3 separate regions of the Gossypium hirsutum genome follow, and regions 1 and 3 are each linked to region 2. The links are chromatin contacts, called in public Hi-C maps. All regions are on one chromosome and are shown on one strand. Each heading gives the region's core, a stretch centred on a gene start, on an enhancer-like site or on the middle of the called end of the contact. The rest is flanking DNA. Distances are from core to core; before and after follow the strand shown.

Region 1 (3,640 bases), core at 226-2,725, 130 kb before region 2:
GTTCTCTGCTCCACCAATTCTACAAATACCAAACAAAGTTAAATACTTGGATATCATATGCATGTAGACTCAAAAAGAGTAGAGTCAGCACATATCAAACCTGCAGATGCCGCATCCATCACAATGGTACTGTTTTTTCGAGACCTTGCAATTCAAGAAAAGAAAATGTTTTCCATTATAAGGAAGCCAATTTTGTTGAATTGCATGATTTTGAATAGTAATATGAAGCAAACCACTAACATCATCATCGAAAAAATTGCATTTTGAACAGAAATACTTTCCCATGCAGACCCCACAGTTAATGCAATGCTGTTGAACCTAATTTATATCAAGAAAAATCAGACCAAGTTAGTATTTTTACTGCTGTTTTCCTTCTGTCGGTCTCTCTATCACCATTAAAATACTTTTTCAAATACTTACATCTTGTTCTCTGTCACACAAGGAACAAATAACCTGAAAAAAAAGTATTTATTGAATATAATGACATCAGCTATGAATCACTTAAGAAAATGAGGGGAAAAAAAGGGTCCAAAATTACTACAAGAAAAACATAAAAAAAAGTTTACCCTTTTTATATCATGGCGAGGAACCTCATGACGATCAAAAGGATCAATTTCAATTGAGTTCTATAAAAGATAAACCAAAATTTCCAGAATTAAACTGTTGTTATGAATGAATTATCAAAAAAAAAAAACTTGAAGATAATTGAGGAACAAAGGAAGTACCTTGGCATCATTATGGCACTGTCTGCAATCAAATATCTCATCACAACAAGGTGCCCTGATCTTGCATCTTCTTCTATAGTGTGAACACCTTCAAAATCACAAACAACAAAATTTAATGCAGGAAAAAAATGAAAAATTGGTGTAAAGAAGAAATTTGAGAGAGAAAAAAAAGTACCCAAATTCTTCATATCCCTTCTCCGTCATAGATGAAGTGTCTAACACCTTGGGTTCAAGATCAACTTCCATTAATCCCCAAATTTGTTCTAACTTTTTCTTTTTTCCAAATTTATACACCAAAATTTACCTGAAACAAACCCAGAAAATCAAATATGAATTGAATTTAGAATCCAAAACTAAATTGAAAAAGTGAAACAACAAAAAGGCAGACCCGAAGCGAAACGGGTAAATGAGACGTGGCTTCAGAGAGCTGAAGTATAAAGCAAACATGAAAAGCTGAGCAAATTAAGCAAGTATCAAGCAGGGGTAAATAGAAACCAAAAAGGAAAAGGAAAAAAGAAAATTATAATATAGTCCCTTGAATTTGATAAAAAAAAATCTAAAATGGCCTCATAGTTAGATTCCTTTTTTCATAATCGAATAATTACGAGGCGACACGTTGACGTATGGATCAGCCGACTAAATAATTGCAGTTAGGAAAAGGAGATAAAGTAAGGAGAAGAAACGCAAAAGAAGTGAAGAAACGACAGCCGTGTAACTTTCAACAAAAAAATATAAAAATCAAAAAATGAAAAGCCAAAGTCTTGAGATATTTTCTGCTTTTTCTTCAGAATAAGCAAGTCTAAGATGTGTCCGGTCCCACAACAAGAGAAGGGTAATGGATAAAAACAAAGTTATTTAAACAAAAACTATTTGTATTGATTCATAAACATACGGAAAGGAATATATTTTATTGTTCATTATTGTTGATGAGAGGTATCAATAAGGGAGAAGACAATGAGGAGAGTGTGGTGGTGCAAAGGAGACCGATTCTCTTTAATAGGTGGAGAGCTGAAGAAGGACGAGAGGAAGAGGAAGATTGGTGTTAAGGTTGAGAAGGTTGAGTGCAAACAATAAGTGTTTAAGGTTGCTCATGGGAAGAAGATCAATTTTCCTTTGTCTTGGATGGTTTTTATAGGAGATACCCTTTTTAGTAGTGGTGACCTAGCAAGCTGTAAACATTCTATTATTCCCTTTGAAGTTGTACGCGGTTATTATGCTCAGATGGACCTTAATAGTCTCTGAAAGAAGTGTTCACATTGAGGAACAGATAATTGGACCATAGTAGCAAGTGGCCTGATGTAAGGGGCGTTCCCGTTACTAGTTGGTGGTCCTACGAGAGGTGACTCAATCAAGAGGTTGAGCGGCTCATGACAATCCAAAGGACGAGAGTTGGAGAACCTTCTATGGCAGTCTTTCTAGTGTCCTCTTAGAGTGCCACATCTATAATTCAAGTGGGGTTATAATAATAATTACATTAGAATGAATGAGAGGAAGTCAAATAACAATTAATTACATTAGAAATTAAATAAGTTGGCAAACAATAATGATTGCGGATTGAGGAGAATAATAGATTGAGGAAGAAGATCAAAATTAAGAGCATTAAAATGTTTTTTTTTTTGTAATATTATTAGTATTTATTTTTGTTGTGTGTTTAATTTATCTTAATATTATTTTATTTTAATTGTTTTTAGGAATTTGAATTTTTTTATTTAATTTATTACATATTTTAATTTCTAAGTTTAAACTTTTTTAACTTAATTATGGTAATTAAAAAAAATCTTTTCCTAATGTTGAAAGGATAAAAAAATATTGACATTTCAATCTATAGCCGTTCGCCTTCAATTGTTTACCTCCACTACTTTAGTCTTATTTGCGAAGGTTTTATTAATTCACTAACTTGAATTGATATATTACTTTTACTATCACTATCTTTTATTTAGGGCAAGATAAAAACATCTTTCCAGTAATTTTCATCCTTAACGAGCAAACAAACCAGGTGAGTGCTTTCAAAAATGAATAGATTTTCTTCCTAATTTGCTTACTTGAGTGTTTGGATGTCTCTTGGTTGTTCTTTTATGTGTTCTGAAGTCCTATTTATATTAAGGAAGCAAACTGTAGTCTGAGCTATTACAGCCCTGCACGATGAGGTATTGGTACCACGAAACATGGAAGTACGATACCATGAAAGCAAATATCCATACACTTTACCCTTCTATAAATAGTTATGGTTACTAATCTCTCAAGGTATCAATATTTAGTCACTAGAATACTTAAAAATACAATGAAACCATTTTATATTGAGTCAAAAACATTTGAAATATATCAAATTATTTTATTAAAGTATTTTAAATCCTGAGTATATTTAATGAGATTTTCAATAATATTTCCGACTTAAGAATAAATATGTAAATTTTATTTTAAATGTTTATATCAAAAAATTGATAAATCAAAACTAATAATATTAATGAAAATAAGAAATAATAAATTACTTTAGAATAATTCTATGATATTAGAAAAATGTTAGAAAAAATGTTCATATTCAATAGATATTTTATGAACCATCATCATCATCATGGATGCGTATGTAATTTTTCATTTTCACTTTTTTCAGTAAATATGATAAAATATTAAAAAATAATTATAATTATTTTATTAATAATATTAATTAAAAAACATATTAAAAATTATTTTAGATATAATTCTTCCAAAACAAAAATATTATTAAGCCACTTATAACATTGAAATAAATGGAAATATATGTTTCATCAGATAAAAAAGTCTATCTTGAATAAATAAAATTTGAAAAAATATTTTACATATTTATTTTTTAAAACAAATCATTTAAACATATTATTTTAAAAAATAATTTAATATATATTAATAGATAAACACGCACATTAGAGGAGTATGCAAGC
Region 2 (3,640 bases), core at 536-3,035:
AATGTGGATTCTTCGATGTTGAAATGATTTAACGGACTTATTGAGCATATGAATGAGTATGAGACTCATACGAGTTAGTATAGATATATACATGTGTCTTATAAGCTTTGAAATAATAAGACTTGTGAATTGTGAATTAATCTGTGTGAAAGTATATGGGATAGATTAGCGAATCTTTACAAGATATTGAATGATACGGATCAATTCAGGTACTCGTGAGAAGCAAGTAATAATTGATAAATTCATATTACGAGAAAGGGAAGGATTATAAGTTCATATATGGCTATGAAATGAACAAATGGTGATAGCTATAAGGCTTGGATCGAATAAGTATATATATTTGGCCTTGTAAGCCCTAATTAGTGATTCGAAGATAATAATTTGAAAGTTTTAATCTGTATGAAATTTTATAACTCAGTTTAATACGTTTATAAATGTATGTGTTTTAGTAATGCCTCGTACCTATTCCGGCAACGAATACGGGTAAGGGGTGTTACAATGTGACATCGCTAGATTCGGCCATAACATTTAGGCCGGGTTTGGGGTGTTACTAAGACCATAATACTTTTCACATTTTTGCGATTTAATCCCCACTTTAAATTAATACATAATAATATAACTATTTAATTCAACTAACTTTGCCATCCATTGGCCTTTTCTTCTATTCACTGATAATTTCTGTTTTTTATTTGTTTTGAAAATTCTAATACATATACTTTCCAAAATCAAATTGTTTACAACCAATAGGGTTTTTGGGATGTTACACATTGTCTTGAGCATCAGAGCGAATGATTCCCAAAAAGATAAAGACGTTGCTGTGGTTGTTTGGATTGACTTGTGAATTCATTCTAAATCTGTTTATGAATTTATTCATTTGTGACATTCATATGCGATTTACCTCAATCCTGAGTAAGTAACTGACTATTTGTATGTAGCTCACATATTTTGATATATCAAAAGCTTGAGTTTAATAGGTAATAGAGTTTAAAGTCTAGTATGTTGGGTATACGACTTATGTATGACTAACTTATAATAGTGGAATTGATAGCCTAACGAAGAGTAAATGATATTCTCCCCCTGACATTGCATGGTTGATGGGTTAAGAAAGTAATTTAATTAGATAGTAGATTCTTCTCATTGAGCCATGTTCCTCAAATGTAATGAAATCTAACTACATAAACAAATTTTGTTGTCCCATGTTTTATTTGTGCTTATCGCAGTGCTTTTAGAAGTGCCTACTCCTGCAATCAATTTTGCTCATAATTAGCAACTGCTTCGTATCAATAGAAATATGCAACATTCACAGTGTTTATATATTCAAACGTGGCTAAATGAACAACATTGTGTGGTGTGTTTGTGTATAAATTCCACGAGCTTCATAATTCTATGAACTTTTCGTCTTAGTATTTGTGGCGTATATAAATCTAGCTACTTTTGTGACGTTTTCTATAAGAAACATCGCCAAATTTTGTGACCTTATTTTTCCCTGTGTTTTGCACGGTGCTTTTTTTTCCCTTTATTTATTTTGGCAGCGTTCAAAAAACCTATTTTGATGGTGTGGGTACTTTGGAAACCGATCTATATTATCGAACAAGTCTCCATGCAGTACTATGCTTAAAGCTCGTGTTCAGGAAGCTCCAGCATTGCCTACTTGGGTTGGGTTGTCCAGCCCGATGGCAAATTCAATGCAAGTTTTAAAACGGAGAGAAGAGTTCTATAGTCTTTCCTTCAAGGTCCAATTAAGGTAATTTATTGGGTTTTAAATATATGATATCCATTCTATGGCCCCCTGCTTTGCACAAGCTGGGTTGGCACTTCCCACAATGTTACGGATACTCAAGGCCTCACCCGAAACTCATCCATAATTGGATTGGACGATGAAAATCTATGATGGGATCTCAACTTAGAGTTAATTATTATTAATATATAAAACAAATAAAACACAAAGGGGCTTTGTTTTTTTAAAAAGAAAATTGTTAAAATTGGAGCAAACATATATTTGATGATTTCTTTCAGTTTGGAAATCATTAATCGGAAACAAAAATTTTGGGAATTGTTGGAACAAGAAAATGGCATTTCCAATGGTATCAATTTTAATGCTATAAACAAAAAGAAGAATAAAAGATCACAAATGCAAGGATTAAAGTAGTAGTTTTCGTGGAGCGGGGGTGATATCTAGGGAAGAAATGAAGGCAAGTCTGTTGGTTGGGTTGCTTGTCTTTTGGTCTACTGGAGGAGTTGAGTTGCTGCAGCACCTAAACTGCTTTTCTCCTAAACCATCACACTATCACCACTACTATCCTAACTACCCCCATTACCATCACTAGCTCTTTATAACCAAGCATTCATTGTTAATTAACACCTATTTCAATGTTTAGATACACGTATAATCATATCCTAAGAAAATAGGCTAAGGTCAATTTCTTCCTCTTGGTGAATGGTAGAAATTTTGCAAGCCTAAGGTCTCGTTGAAGCCTGCAAAATGTCTAAATAATGGACTAAGTTTCATCCATGTACTGTTAGGGGTAAAGTCCAAGGAAACTGGCTGATAGCCTTGCCTATTAATGACCATGGTAAAATGCAGATTTCAATTTGATTATTGATTAAGCTCTATTTACCGTTTCTCAAAAAGTAATTAATCAAGCTCTTAATTAAAATTAACTTTAAACCAGACCTTCATCCTTGTAAATAGGTTTAAGAGATAAAGATCATAGGTTCTCATGCTTCATGTGACAAACTACTAGGTTTCCTTTTGGCCCACGTGAAAGCAAAGTGTTTGAAGAGGATTCTAATGTATTAGTACCAAATCCGATTTTGTTACTTCATGCAAGTATCTTTAGTTAATGGATTTTTATTTATACAAGTGAACAATCATTACATGAGGGAAAAAAATGTTTATAAACATAAAGATGGAACATTGAACTTCATACAAATTAACTTGAATCCACGTTACAACAGATTTTAATCCAACCATTAAACCTACAACTCCCTTCCTTTTATTCAAAAATTCCATGTTCCATTTTATAGATCATCTCTGCCAACTTTCCATTTTAGGCATCAGTTTCGCTTTTCAAGTAAATATTCCATATCCAGATACATTGTAAGTTGAGGATCAGGTGGAGTGGTAGTAGCAGTAGAAGAAGAAAAGTTAAGGAAGCAAAGAACAAAATTTGAAGAAAAAGAAATTCCATTTTAAGTTAACTATCCCAAATCCATATATAAAAATATAAATAGAGAATAAAAAAGTGTTTTTTGAGATTGATGCTTTACTTTATTTAGAGGTGGATGCTAGGGTTTTACATGCCTCTCACATTCCCTTCATTTACTTAGTTTCCCTATAATTCCTTACGCCAAGAATCTTTTCCATATCCCCAACAACCAATCAACGATTCAGCCACTCCTTTATGATTTTTGGGTATTTCTTAGTACCATTCATTACATCTGCAATGGTAATAAATACGACATAAAAAATAAGGTGTCTGAAACACCTGCACTTGTAGCTCATGTGTGAACACCTCCAACCGTCCTCTGATTTTATATAATTTGTTTGCAAGAAAAGATATGGTGTTGGTCGGTTCATAGGTGCCTGCTGCTTGCTTCACTCCAAAATACGAAACTGCCTTCCTTGTTCATTCAAAAC
Region 3 (4,042 bases), core at 1,265-3,764, 250 kb after region 2:
GGAATGTCCTTAATCCAAAAGAAGGAAAGAAGAACTGAATATTTACGGTGGTCGATTGAAACGATGGTCAAAATCTACTAAGAGTGATTTTGGATGGCCGGTGCGTTTACCTGCGGTTAGTGTAAAAACAGCGGTGGCTATGATATTAGATACTGTAGCGACACTGTAGCGTGAGACAAAAAGTAATTTAAACGCACTGCACCGCACCCAATTGCCCATCCAAACCCACCCTTAGGCTTCCTTTGGATGCAGAATCAGCCATGGTGAGATGAAATTTTGAAGGAATATTCCCTTTCCCTGCACTGTGTTGGTGTTTGGAGAAACAATGGTGAGATGCAGTTGAAGGTTTAAATCTCACTGCCAACTTCATTTCCAATTGGAGGTAAAAGCTCCAGGTTAAACATAGTGGGCAGTTTTGTTGCAGACAAAAATGCCCATATTGGAGCATAGTGCCGAAACACCTATAGAATGGAACATATTGGAAACCGTAAAGAAAAAACAGAGCAAAGCTAAAGAATGGAAGATAAAAGAAGACCCACTTCCAGAAGTTGGTGAATTCAAGGAACAAAAGACATGGAATTGCAGCAAATACAAATGCTATCAGAATATAATGAATGGGAAAGAGAATAAGAAGAGAGAGGTGAAAGAAACAAACCTTTAGCAATAGGGAAAGGGTAGGAAACTGAGAGAAGAAGGGATGAGGGCGAAGGGGGTTGAGAAGAGAAGAAGAAGAAGGTAAAATGGCAAATCTTGGATTCCTTTTAACGGCATTAAGGCTTCAATAGCCTCCCATTTGAAAGCTTTTTCAATAAATAATACAAATGTAATTCCAAAAATAATTTAGATAGAAACATGAAGTCGTCAAAATGGGTGGAACATTTGAAAAGTTAAGCTAATTTATTTGATAGAAACATGAAGAAATTGTATGACCACTCGACTATAAAAAAAATATTTAACTATAAAAAATTAAAAATAATTATCATTTTATCTAATAAATAATTTAAATTAATTATATAATTTATTAAAATATTAGAAGATACATTTTATTAAATGAATTTATAAATTCACATATTTTAATAATTTTAAAAAAGTAAAATAATTTAAAAAACTTCTATTATATATCAATTTTAATCTGATGTCCTTAATAGTCATTTTTTATTCTCACATCACCGTTACAGCTGTGTTTGAATCCAAACACACACTCCACCATTGTTTCTAATCTCACCTCACCGTTACAGTATCTAATCTCAAAGCTACAGTAATTAATCTCACCGCCACCACTATTTTTAACCTCACCGGTAAAAACACCGCCCATCCAAATTAACCCTTATTCTATTATCAGCATTTTGTTAGTTAGTCTCTAACTAATATCTCTATTTCTAAGCACTTTACATGGTATCAGTCGCTTTGTTCGTACTGGTGCTAGTGACCGCTGTTGTTTGATGGCTCATTCGCAAGATTCTGCATCTGTTAATCCTTCTAATCCGTCGTTCTCGAGTTCACGATTGGTTCAAGTGCTCCCTCGTCATGACACGGTGAAGCTCGATGAGAAAAACTTTGCACAATGGCAGCAACATATCAAATTAATTACCGAAGGATATGAATTGCAAGGGTTTTTGGATGGTACTCTACCTCCTCCGTATCGGTTTGTGGCCTCTCCGGATGGCACACTGATTGCTAATCCTGATGTGGCTGCTTTTCTTCAACAATATAAGCTCTTAGCCTCATGGTTTACTGTCTACTATTCATGTTTCGTTGTTATCTTCTTTTACTGCTGCTAAGTCAGCCTGTGATATTTGGCTAACTGCCAATCGCATGTTTGCTGCATCTACTGGTGCTAGAGTTTCAAGAATAAAGCATGAATTACATTCGTTAAAGAAAGGAACGTCACCTGTATCTGAGTTTTTTGCCAAGATTCAGAATCTTTGTGCGTTGCTTGAAGCCTCTGGGTTCGTCGTTGCGGAGGCTGAAAAAGTTGAAGTTCTTACCGGCCTTCCGTCTGAATTTGATGCGGTTTTAGCCTTTGCATCCTTCTCGCCAGAAACTCTTCAATATCAGCGTTTGGTTGACGTTCTTCTAGAGTTCGAGTCTCGTCAGATGCATGCCGTTCAAGATCTGCCAATGCATGCCAACTTGACTGAAGCATCTTTGGCTATGGCAGTGGGTGAGTCAGATCTCCAATCTGGACGTGGTGGCCGTCTCTCCTCTGCCTCACGTGGCTGTAGGTTTCGCCCTCGAGTGCAGTGCCAAATCTGTAGCCATTATGGTCACCTTGCTTAGAGGTGTTACTACTAGTTTAATCAAGACTATGGTGGTCTGGGAGACTCCACGATGGCGCGGTTTTATTCTGATCGTACAGGCCAATTTGTGCCGAGGGTGTCTGATGGTGTTGAGTCGTCGTTCATGCCATCCTCTGCTGAATTTGGAATGTCAACTTGGAGAAACCCTACCTATTTTTCTGAAGGGGTTCATTGGACTAATGGACCGTATTTTAATAATGGCCCGAATAATAGGAATAGTTTTCAGCCTTCTAGTGGGCGTGCATATGGCGGTGGTCTTGGGCCAGCTGTTGGGCGTGATTATGGGCACAATTTTGGGCCATCTTTTGTGCGTGGTTTTGGGCGCAATTTTGGGCCGTATGTTGGCTGTGAATTGGGTTATTCATTTGGGTGTGACATACCACATGATTTTAAGGGTCGTTTGGGCCAGCAACATGTTGAGCCCACTGTTGGGATGCTCAGGCCAAATATTTCAAGTCAGCAGATTGGGCCAACTATTCCTAATGGGGTTTCTAATGGACAAGTTGATGTTGGGCACAATTTTGTGCAAAATTTATCTGAGTCTGATCCTGTTGCTAATAATGTTGGGATTGAGAGTGCTCGGAAAAATAATGGTTTCGGGGTTGCATGGCAAACTAAACCTCAGGCTCGAGTTTTTGATGTTGGCTCATCATAGGGTGTTGGGTTGCCTCGAATTCCTGATTTTCGGGCGTTTGATTTTTCGCCTGCCACACAATATGATTCTAATTCATATATTTCTGTGCCAGTTGAGACTTCGTCCTGGTATCCAGATTCGGGGGCCACTCATCATGTTTGCCAGAATTCTTTTCGGCTAAATATGACAAACCCATATTTAGGTACTTCTTATTTGATTATGGGAAATGGAACTCCTGCTAAAATTACGTCTATTGGTAACATCATTATGCCTACAAAGAAGAGGGTGTTACATCTCTCTAATGTATTGTGTGTGCATAGTATGCGGAAGAATCTATTGTCTGTATCACAGTTTGCTACTGACAATAACGTGTTTTTTGAATTTCATCTGTCTTATTTTGTTATTAAGGACATCCAGACTCAAGAAACTTTGTTGCGAGGCCGAGTATGTGATGGTCTCTATCAGTTTTCTGTTTACATGCCAACGTCATCTGGTTCTACTCCTGTTATTCACAATGTCGGGGTTCGAGATTGTTCTTCTGTTGATCATGTTTTTGCTTTATGGCATAACAGACTTGGTCATCCTTCTGCTATAGTTGTTAAAAGTGTTCTTGATAAGTGTCAAAATCGTTCAAATAAAAAATGTCTTGATACTGTCTGTGTTGCTTGTCAAAAAGGGAAAGCCCATAAATTGTCATTTTTACCATCTACTACTGAATACATGGAACTGTTTGAATTGGTTGTTTTCAATTTGTGGGGGCCTACTTTTGTAGCTTGTGGGGGGAATTTCTATTACGTTTCGTTTGTAGACATGTGTAGTAGATTCACGTGGATTTTTTATTAAAAGAAAATCTCAAGCACTTGAATGTTTTCTTCTGTTTCAGAAAATGGTTGATACGCAGTTTGGTAGGAAAATTAAAAAATTTTAGAGTGATTGGGGTGGTGACTTTCGTGCTTTCACGCCAATTCTAGCTAGTCATGGGATTCTTCATCGAGTCTCTTGTCTACATACTTCAGAATAAAATGGGGTTGCTAAGCATAAACATCGACATATTGTTGAAAACGGTCTTACACTTTCGGCTCAAGCTAATTTACCTATGGACTATTGG

The links. A called contact is a pair of places that touch in the nucleus more often than the background predicts.
Region 1: a Hi-C map of leaf shows a contact between it and region 2, with 3 times the contacts expected there. The contact joins the promoter of LOC107899485 here to the enhancer-like site in region 2. A contact is called at or near these places in 4 of 34 Hi-C or Micro-C datasets (fibers, hypocotyl and leaf).
Region 3: a contact with region 2 is called in a Hi-C map of leaf, with 2.0 times the contacts expected there. The contact joins two enhancer-like sites. A contact is called at or near these places in 2 of 34 Hi-C or Micro-C datasets (hypocotyl and leaf).

Annotation. Positions count from the first base shown.
Region 1 is chrD04:40,955,963-40,959,602 of Gossypium_hirsutum_v2.1, reverse strand. It overlaps LOC107899485 (E3 ubiquitin-protein ligase RZFP34), which reads right to left and starts at 1,475. Exons shown (of 14, transcript XM_016825211.2): 1 at 1,114-1,475; 2 at 901-1,029; 3 at 726-813; 4 at 567-626; 5 at 421-453; 6 at 241-318; 7 at 101-144; 8 at 1-19. The coding sequence starts at 971.
Region 2 is chrD04:40,823,551-40,827,190 of Gossypium_hirsutum_v2.1, reverse strand. No RefSeq gene overlaps it. Among protein-coding and RNA genes, the nearest start is that of LOC107899491, 31 kb to the left of the region's middle. Within about 2 kb of position 1,785, at least 3 of the 9 cell types and tissues checked have an H3K27ac peak or open chromatin away from gene starts, as enhancers often do. A contact at or near this core is called in hypocotyl and leaf, where this site is marked.
Region 3 is chrD04:40,578,078-40,582,119 of Gossypium_hirsutum_v2.1, reverse strand. No RefSeq gene overlaps it. Among protein-coding and RNA genes, the nearest start is that of LOC107898235, 23 kb to the right of the region's middle. Within about 2 kb of position 2,514, at least 8 of the 9 cell types and tissues checked have an H3K27ac peak or open chromatin away from gene starts, as enhancers often do. A contact at or near this core is called in hypocotyl and leaf, where this site is marked.